3 separate regions of the Zea mays genome follow, and all the other regions are linked to region 2. A link is a contact called in public Hi-C data. All regions are on one chromosome and are shown on one strand. Each heading gives the region's core, a stretch centred on a gene start, on an enhancer-like site or on the middle of the called end of the contact. The rest is flanking DNA. Distances are from core to core; before and after follow the strand shown. Region 1 holds the start of LOC100275501. Region 2 has its middle 51 kb from the start of LOC100282372. Region 3 has its middle 14 kb from the start of LOC103628355.

Region 1 (3,247 bases), core at 559-3,058, 370 kb after region 2:
TTCTTTAGGGTCTGATGGTTCCTGTCTGGGCGAGAAGCTATTAACAACTTACTAATTCCATTTTGGAGGCAACTAAATTCATCCAAATACGATGTCAAGAAAAGCAGCGTAGCCCATCGAAGTACCATTGTGCTTAGCAGGACTAAAATTCCATTTCCAGGATCACTCAAGTAAACCAATTGTCGACTGAAGAATTTGGAATAAAAAAACCCGTTCCTGGTGTTCGAGAGCTCATAGATTGTGGTACAAAAAACATGGTGGGAAGTAGACCACCAACGTAATAATCTTCCTGAAGCACAGGAATAAAGTTGGGCTAAAACTTGAGATAATCCTTGCAAGTTAATAAATAAACTTGTAACGATGCCATCACATGAGAAGCTCTTTCTCAGAAGGGAGGCAGCAAGATAGAACCTAGTGAAAGAAATATACCATACCACTAATCAAACATTTAATAACACCTAAGCCAGTAGCCAGCAGCAAAATGCTAGAAAATTAGATTTCAAAACGACTGACCATGGTGATGAAAAACAAGGCTTGCAGCAGGTTCCTGATTGTACTTTCCAGAACAATTGTCAGCTTTCTTTATTTTCGCCTGTCATCTTATATAGCCGTTCCCATTGGTGTTCTCCAGCACAGCTAGAAGCAAAAGCAGCAGCAAGGCCTGGAAAATCCTCCTCGTAAGGATGCACGTATCGGCGCCGAAATTTCTCATCGCCTATAGCGGCGACAGAAAGGAAACTAGCCTCGTCATTGAACAACCCCTTTGCCCTGAGAAAATTGATCAAGCAATTCCGTGGCAACAACCGACGGTCAATACTATAATTTATCAGCGCTGGCCTTCGTGCGATGTATGGTACCTCCAATCCGACAACCCTGATCAAGAATTCCATGTTTCTTCGAACCCTCTCCTCGGTGAAACCCAATATAGTCGGGTCTCTCTTCACCGCTGATACTATATGGTCCTTTGACCATCCAAGCTTCTCAAACAGCTGAATGCTCTTGGTTATCTTCCCGCTGCCAAGGATTGCAAATGTATAAAGCCCACGGAAGAAAGGTTGAGAGCCCGGCTGGATTCTGAACTCATGAAGGCGAGCCAAAGCTTCCTGCAGGCTCTTAGGGTCCCTGGTGAGCACACGGGACATGAAGCTGTTGGAGATATCAGAAACATTTATACCACACTCTTGAAGGAGCTCCAAGTTGGGCTTGCAGACCTCCTCAATCCTTGTGCTGAGGAGAGCGGCGTTAATTCTGAGCGCCCGAATGAGCTCGTCGAGAGAGCCAAAGACCGAGATCCAAAACTCAAGATTGAGGCGAAGCGAGCTATGGCGGAAGTGGTTCATGCCAACGATGAGAAGGCGGACGATCTCCGGACGTGAAAACCCGAGGTCGGTGAGCTCGGCGACGCGAGCGGTGAGGGATCTCTCCACGTCGGAGCAGAGGACTTTGGGGTCCCTGGTCACGACGTCGGTGATCTCGGCGCTGGACAGGCCGAGGTTGGAGAGGAAGGCGACGACCGCGTCGGCTTTCGAGGGATCCTTCAGATGGGAGACATGCTTCGACGCCTTGAGGGCCTGTGCTTGGGTGAGGCCGCATGTGGCGACGAGGTAGTCCTCGACGGCGAATGGTTTTGTAGCGACGCATTTGGTGGCGGAGAGGAGGCGGTGGGGATAGAAGAGCGGGAAGAAGTGGGGGCAAGGGACGTATGGTGATCCAGGTGCCCGGAGGAGAAGGGAGATCATGCGCTTCCGGAGGTTGTTCATGGCGCCTCGGCTGCGGCTGCGCCGGCGTGAGGGTTACCAGTGTTCCGGCGGGTGGAAAAAGTTGGGTTATCCAGCTAGGTCTCCAGTCTCCTCTCTTCCACTGCGTGTCAAAGGCCGAAGGTTGTTCAGTCGAGCCGCATACAGAATAGGCCCAACAGGCCCAAATCCGCGTGTGTTGAGCCGACAAAATTAGCAAAGCCCAACATATACCCAGCTAGGCTTCGGCCCCCTCTCTGCCTCTGTGTGTCCGCAAACGATTAAAACCCTCCCGGTGGCGGCGGCTGGTACAGCCAGCGGAAGGTCCCGGCGCTCTCATCCGGTGAAAATAAAGAGGGGAAACGGACAGGAGCCGCCTCAAATGGACAGCGGAAGCGATTCCGACGGCGCTCCCGAGGAGCTCACTGCTGTGCAGGTGCGTTAGTCCTCTCCCCTCTAGGACCCGACGCTACGCGAGAGTAGATCACGATGGTCATCCTGTTTCTTCTTCATGCCTCATACTCCGTGCTGAGATATGTAGAAAATACTGAGTGATTTGCCTTGTTATTGTCTTTAGGGTGTTGCGAAGCACGAAGAGACCAGTAAAGTCGAGAAAGACAGTGTTCTCAGGTGTGTTTCTTATGCTTACTTTACAGTTGATTACTGGATGGACATTCTGCCGCAAAAATGTGCTACTTTGATCTGTTCTTTTTTCTGTTTGTCTTCGTTCACTATGCTAGATTCCTTATTCCCTGCTGTAACTCACTTATTCGCTCTCTTTGTTGTAGTAGATGCAAGTGCCGTTACAAATTTTCTTTTGGACCATAACCAAATGACTCTGAGATGCTCAATAATCAGTAAAAACTATCTCCTTGTACATGTTTGTTTGTAATGTTTGTGCCCAAAATGTAGGTCTTTTAACTTCTACACTTTCTTTGTTTTAGATGTTTATATAGTTTTGTGTATGACTCGTGGTGTGGTTCTGTGGCCATCCAGTCCAATGGTATATCTGTTATGGATTTGTGGGTTTAACTCTTTTTTTTGTGTAACTCATGGATTACCAATTTGAATCTTGCTTTCTTGAGGCCATCAGTGTGCTATAACTTGTTTGTTATCTGATTTTTGTATCGCACAGATAATAATGCCATATGGCCATGTGGGATGTCTTTGCAGAGTAACACGGGAAGGAAAGGAACGGAGGAAACGTTGGGCCCAACGAAGAACATCCTCTAAACCAGATAAGAAGGCGCCAAAGGAAGTAGAAGATGAAGATACTAAAAAAAGTGAGGAGCATGAGGAGACAAATACTATGCCTGGCATGCTCCCCACTAGTGTAATTGAAATTCTAGCAGCTCGTGAGAAGTATGAGCACGTCTCTTGCTCTACCAAGTTTTGTTAAAATCTTTGTTTTTAGCTTGGACTTCATGGGTTATTTGGTCTTCATCTCACATTATCAGGCAAACCTTCGCATCAGATTCCGAGGAAGAAAATGTAAAGCAGAAGGTCCAGAG
Region 2 (2,895 bases), core at 269-2,768:
AACAAAGTACATTTTCTGCTTTTTATTTTGAGCAATGTGTGATGATGTCCAACTATGCAATCGCTGTGTACGTGAGTTTCTGATCCTGACACGTACATGGTTCGCATTCGGTTTGCCTTCCAAAACAGGGTGTGACAGAGGACCTTCCTATACTCTGCAGTGACGCGCTCCCTGTTTGCCTCTTTCGGTTAAGGTAATCTCTCCCTAGCTTTCCTAATTACTTTGCCAAGGGTGTCCTGTTCCACCCTTGTGGTAGCACTGTTTTCTCGGATGATTCTCTATGTTCCAGTTAACACATTAATCTTATCATGAACCATAAATAATCCATCAGTAATAATAAAGCATGATCATATGTCATATAGTATTACTTCCCAAAACAAGGTAGAGCATAGCCAAACTACCCAATAATTAATTTGCATGCAAGGTGTGGGGTAAGCAAAACTAGGGTATCTTATTAGGTCCTATCAAATTAACCTAAACATGTCACTATGATTAACATGAACATTATTAGGTAAAGAAGAGTGGTCAAGGGCATAACTTGCCTTCAGCGAGCTCCTGCTCAGCCTCTTCAACCGGCTATGCTCCGGGCTCCTCGGTCACTTGCTTGTCTACTCGCAACAATACAAACAAACATTTAATAGAAGAAATTAACTTCACACCAAACATGAGAACACAATGCATAATAATGTTCTACATGTTGCAACGAGATCGTAGATTCCAGAAGCACTAAAATCGGAGTTACGGTTATAAAGATATGATTTTCTGAAGCTTTAGGTAATTAATTAGTGATAATATATATTCTATGTCATTTAATATAATTCATGTGACACGAGATTACAAAGAAATAGATAACTCCACTTTCAGCTAAGTTACAACTTGGTTAGAGATCATCTTTTAGTCAACGCCTAATTATGGGTGAAGAGCATTGTATTTACTTTTAATTATAAAAGCAAATCTAATGAGCATAGGTTAAACTTATCATTTAATTATCTCTAAAAACATGACAAAATAATGTTGTTTAATGTGTAGGAAATTTTAATACGGAGCTAACGCAACTGGAACAGATCAATTCAGATTAAAAATGGATAAGTTATGATTTATTTAAGTTTATGAAATTATTCTTATGCTAAGATTTGATTTTCGGTTTTAATTTTATATTTTCAATGCACTCTGTACTGCAGGTCCTATTCTATAGAAGCTTGGGAACTCATGTGCTAAAAATAGGACCTATATGTACTATTCTTTGAACTGTGTGGGACGACAGGTTTATATTCATAAAATGCGGGGCTCTTAAGAAAAATGTGCATTATGAAGGAGTACGTTTGTTTCTCAGTCACCTGATCGCGATTCATCAGTTTAGATTAGATCCAGCACCTCACGAACCGGTATGCGAGCAGAGCCCTCAGATCAAAATCCGACGGCCTAGATTTTAAAACTTCGCGATCTAATCCATATCGTACATATACGGATCTATGGTCGTGATCAACTCATACGAATCGATATTCCATTTTAATCTAGACCACCCATAACCGAATCAACGGTCGGGCGTGCTCCCCTCACCACGCCGACCTCCCAGATGGTGGCGCAGTTCAGCACGCGACGAGGGATCGCTGGCGCGCACCCAATCCCAGCACACAGGGCACCAACCCGACCCCATTGGGCTTATTGAGAGGGGGCAACGGTGAATTCGATGGAGGCTGCCTTACCGTGCACAATGACGAATGGAGCTCCGCCCACGGTAGGCAGCGACTTGGCGGCGAAGTGGATTGACGGCGAAGGCATTTGCGGCTCCAACCGGTCCTTCTCCCACGCTAATCCCACGACGACATGCGGTACTCCTTGCTGATGACCCGAGGGCCCCCAAATGGAGCCAAGGACGCCCTCAGCCCGCTCCCTGCGTGCGGCCTAATCCGCGCACACCCTCTCTCTCTCTCTCCCCCAATAGTGAGCTTTGGCGCATGGGGCGATGCTGTTGGCTTGGACTACGGGTGATCGATGGAGGGGGTGAGGTGGTCGCGGCGGTCAGGCTTTCATCCCCCATGCCCATCTCCGTCGCTCCACTCATCAGTCGTGCCTCTGCTCGTCCCCACACGAACCCATCTCCGTCGCTCCACTCATCAGTCCTAGCCGAGGCACCGGACATAGGAGGGAGAGCGAGCAGGGGCTGGTGGCAGCTGGCTTGGCTAGGCTCCGGCGGAGGAGAGGCACCGCTGGAGCGATCGAGGCATGAGTGGGACTGTGCGCGTGTGTATGCACGGAGGGGCTACACTCAGAGCTTGTAGATCTTGTTTGGATAAAAACTTCGGGTCCGACCTCCCAAGGGCGATGTGTTGGCACTCAGCACGCACGATCCGCTGTACCGGGCAAGTGTCAAGGACGAAGGAAACATGTTGAGGTTTTAATAAATCTAATCTAATATCATCATGTAAGTGTTGCTTTATTATTATAAATTATACTACTTTTATTCTTAAATATTTGTCACCGACTAATTCATTTTTAAACTAAAAACACGATAAGGATATAATATTATTTAGGAAAAGTCTAAAGTACTTCCTCCACCTATGGACAAAGTTCACATAATCCCTTAAAGTTTTTTAGTTTATTTTATCTCGATGCTCCTTTGAATTGGTTTAGTTACCGCTTAACAAATATTGTCTTTTTATTTTTTATGTATAAACTGAGTTTTCAGTTCAAATTTTGTTGGTTAGTAGCTAATAGCATAATTTAGCCTAGAAAAATAAATTATGATTTTTTATAATTATTTTGATAGGTTAGAGATCATAGAAGATAATAACGGTAATGGTACAAAACTAAATACGAATAATGATGAAAAACTTTATCATATTTTTCTAACATAAGTTATGATGTCCTCAATCACCACGAATAATATGAACT
Region 3 (3,118 bases), core at 198-2,697, 300 kb before region 2:
AATTTTGACCTATGGCACCTGGGCAGCCAACAACTCTCTGAAGAGGACAAATTGGAGTTGAAAGAATTTGCAATCTCCTGTGGTTACCAGCCAGGGTCAATGCTCTTTGGCGGGATCGACGAAGAAATCGTGGGATGCATCTGCGACCGTGCTGGTGCTAAAATTATAAGTACCCTGTCTAAGAGTATTGGATTACCGAAGCTCGAGAAGGACATCAACTGCTATAGGCGTCAGCATATCATAGGCATCATGTTTTATTCTAATTTTAAAGTAAGAACCTTTTTACAAGTTATCAGTGATATGTTTGTATTAGCTTAAGTATTCTATTTTTAAGTTTGTTTTTTCCAGAGTTTGTTACTAAGCAAAGCTCTGAAGATGCAACAAGATGATGAAGATAGGAAGAACGAAGCTATTGTAAAGGGTTTAGAGGATAAAATCAAAGAACTTGAGGATTCTTTTCTGGATTTCAATTAAAATTCTAGTTTTAAAAATTTTAGGATTTATATCTCTGACAACCTTTTAGTATTCCCATCACCCATTAGGAGAAGATAAATAAAATAAAAACGAGGAACTCATTTTAGAAGACATGTTAATCTTTAATCTTTTGTAGAAATAATATATAAATCCCAAAATAGGATTTCAGATGTTACAGTTGTCTCCCAGTCAACTATGGTTGCGGAGCATCGTTGTCGTCATATAATATATTTATTTAGTTATTGTATATAGAACCTCTATTATATAATAAAGATGTGACATTGATTTCTGTATCATGAGTCATCATATGTGTGAGACTTGATCCTAGCACATATTTGACACGCGCTTGAATTTGCCCTTAAATTCGGGTGTGACAAGTGTGCAGTCTCATCGAATGTTATCTCATAAATCTCCATAATGTGGTTAGTCTCCAGGTTAAGAACATGATAAGCACAAGAATGTAATGCATAACTAAGGAAAACCTCATCAGAAGACCGAGACTCAAATTTGTCCAAATTACCTTGTTTCAGCGCAAAGCATCTATAGCAAAACACCCTGAAATGACTAACCTTAGGTGGCCGTCCAAACCGGAACTCACAAGAAGTTTTGTTCAAGAAAGCATGAAGAAAGATGCGATTTGACACATGGCAAGCAGTGTTATCGCTTTGGCCCAAAAACGCCTAGGATCCTAGGCTCAACTAGTGGTCAAGGGGCGCAGCGTATGCATATATACTCCGCGGCACACAATCAGCTGGCATAGGGTTGGCGTAACAACCCTTGGAAATCTTGGTAAAGCGGTTGCGATGAGCTCGCGAATGGGGCGATGCTGGTATGTGTGACCCGCTTGGCGGCGAGGGCACAGGAACACGCGCATGCGAAAGGACCTGGTGTACGGGCCCTACGTTGTCAATGACTGGTGACATGGCGTGTGGGTCCGGAGTGCTGAAGCATGGGGTAGCATTTGCTTTAACGGGCCCTCCTGCCAGTGTCATGGCGATGGCGTACTGTGCACTGAGAGACTACCTGATGGGGCCCTTCTGTAGGCGTCGGATGCAAGTGGCTGGAAAGGTGGGCTGTCGGGGTAGATCCCGACCCACGAAGCACTTGTAGTTATTTTCCTTTTTTCTTTTCTTCATTTTTATTTTTATTTTATATTTTCAATTTAAATCTGTAAATTCCAAATTCAAACCCATGTCTAAGCTCCAAATTTCAAATTAAATGCACCAATCAAAGATCCAACATGTATGCACAAATTTATTTTATGTATAGGTTATTAAGTTAATCTCTTGAACATGAGGATTATGTAGGCTAAATCAATGAGAAAACACCATCACATGTAAATAATAACCCACACTCTTACTTCATTAGATTTTAGGTGTTACAGCTAGCCCGGGTCCATCACCAAACGTGTTGGGCTGGGCATGGACCGGTTCAAAATACGGGCCTCGGGTCAGGTCTACGGGCTCGGGCTCCATGTACACCTATACTGATTCCTAGCATGTCTCAGAATAATTCGACTATTGCTTCCTTAATTTTATCCATGATAGCTGGTGGTAAAGGACTGGATTCTGAGACATGAGGCTCATGTGACTAGGTAGTGTTATGCATGTTGTCTACATGAGGATAATCTATGTGTGGCGAAGCGAACCCCTCTAACTCCCTATGAGTTGGGCGGTACTCAGTTCTAGATGCGGGAATGCTTTGGTTTTGGTGGGCCGAAGGTGGAGGAGGGAGGAGATGTTGTGGTATAGAGCCTGGTTGCGTGTTGTGCATATTGTACCAATCTGAGTGTTGTACCCCGAACAGTCCGTGGTAGGTCCACAACGAGTTATCAAGAGTCCAGTCTGGGGCCAAACTGTCCGAGATTATACTCGGATGGCTCGAGCGTGCATAGGGATGCTAGCATGTTACATAGGAGTTGTAAGGGTAGCAGCTTCCCTAGAAATAAGTTTATTGGCATACCATATAATTGCTAGGATTGTGGAGGCCCATTTGTTGCCGATGCGACCTCGTGAGATGGAAAACTAGGTATAGTAGATTTTTCGAGCGCACCTGTGAGTTTCTTGAGTAAGTGTTCTACCCCTCCCAGAAACTGCTCTAACTGATCCCTTTGTTGATCTACATAATGCTTAATAGATTGATTATCAGTAGAATTACTTACATTGCTATTTTGGAGTGAAGGTACAAGGAAGTCGAGCTTGATCTCCCCTTTCTTGATAATTCTCTGGTGTCGATCTAGAGTGAGGTGTGACCAGAACTTCGCTTCTTCGTGCACCCATGCACATTGTCGTAGCACATCATCATCCAATTGCTTCATGAGGTCTTCAAACCATTGTTGCTCATCGACCGAGAGACATTCCATAGTCAATCTAAGGAAATTATCTGGGGAGGCATTAGTGTGATCTTTGGGACCGACCATTGAGGCCATTCTAATAGATCTAAAATGCACTTGTCACTTACAGAGTCGCCAAAAAGTGTGTTGGCGCCTTTTTGGGACAAACACCAAACGAACCCTAGAGCCTGTGCGTCACATGCTGGGCCTTAGGGTCCTCTCTATGGGAGCACGAACCATCCGCGTTGGGCAGCCAGACCGTCCATGACTACGCAGAGAGATGTGCTCCTCCTATGCTGGCGCGCGGACCGT

What was found. A called contact is a pair of places that touch in the nucleus more often than the background predicts.
Region 1: a contact with region 2 is called in a Hi-C map of ear, with 1.6 times the contacts expected there. The contact joins the promoter of LOC100275501 here to the enhancer-like site in region 2. A contact is called at or near these places in 2 of 25 Hi-C or Micro-C datasets (ear and leaf).
Region 3: a Hi-C map of leaf shows a contact between it and region 2, with 4 times the contacts expected there. The contact joins two enhancer-like sites. A contact is called at or near these places in 2 of 25 Hi-C or Micro-C datasets (ear and leaf).

Annotation. Positions count from the first base shown.
Region 1 is chr5:99,422,543-99,425,789 of Zm-B73-REFERENCE-NAM-5.0, forward strand. LOC100275501 reads right to left here and starts at 1,809. Exons shown (of 2, transcript NR_175981.1): 1 at 514-1,809; 2 at 37-411. LOC100276302 reads left to right here and starts at 2,004. Exons shown (of 5, transcript NM_001150125.3): 1 at 2,004-2,172; 2 at 2,314-2,366; 3 at 2,910-3,098; 4 at 3,194-3,247. The coding sequence starts at 2,119.
Region 2 is chr5:99,050,928-99,053,822 of Zm-B73-REFERENCE-NAM-5.0, forward strand. No RefSeq gene overlaps it. Among protein-coding and RNA genes, the nearest start is that of LOC100282372, 51 kb to the left of the region's middle. Within about 2 kb of position 1,519, at least 19 of the 20 cell types and tissues checked have an H3K27ac peak or open chromatin away from gene starts, as enhancers often do. A contact at or near this core is called in ear and leaf, where this site is marked.
Region 3 is chr5:98,748,749-98,751,866 of Zm-B73-REFERENCE-NAM-5.0, forward strand. No RefSeq gene overlaps it. Among protein-coding and RNA genes, the nearest start is that of LOC103628355, 14 kb to the right of the region's middle. Within about 2 kb of position 1,448, at least 17 of the 20 cell types and tissues checked have an H3K27ac peak or open chromatin away from gene starts, as enhancers often do. A contact at or near this core is called in ear and leaf, where this site is marked.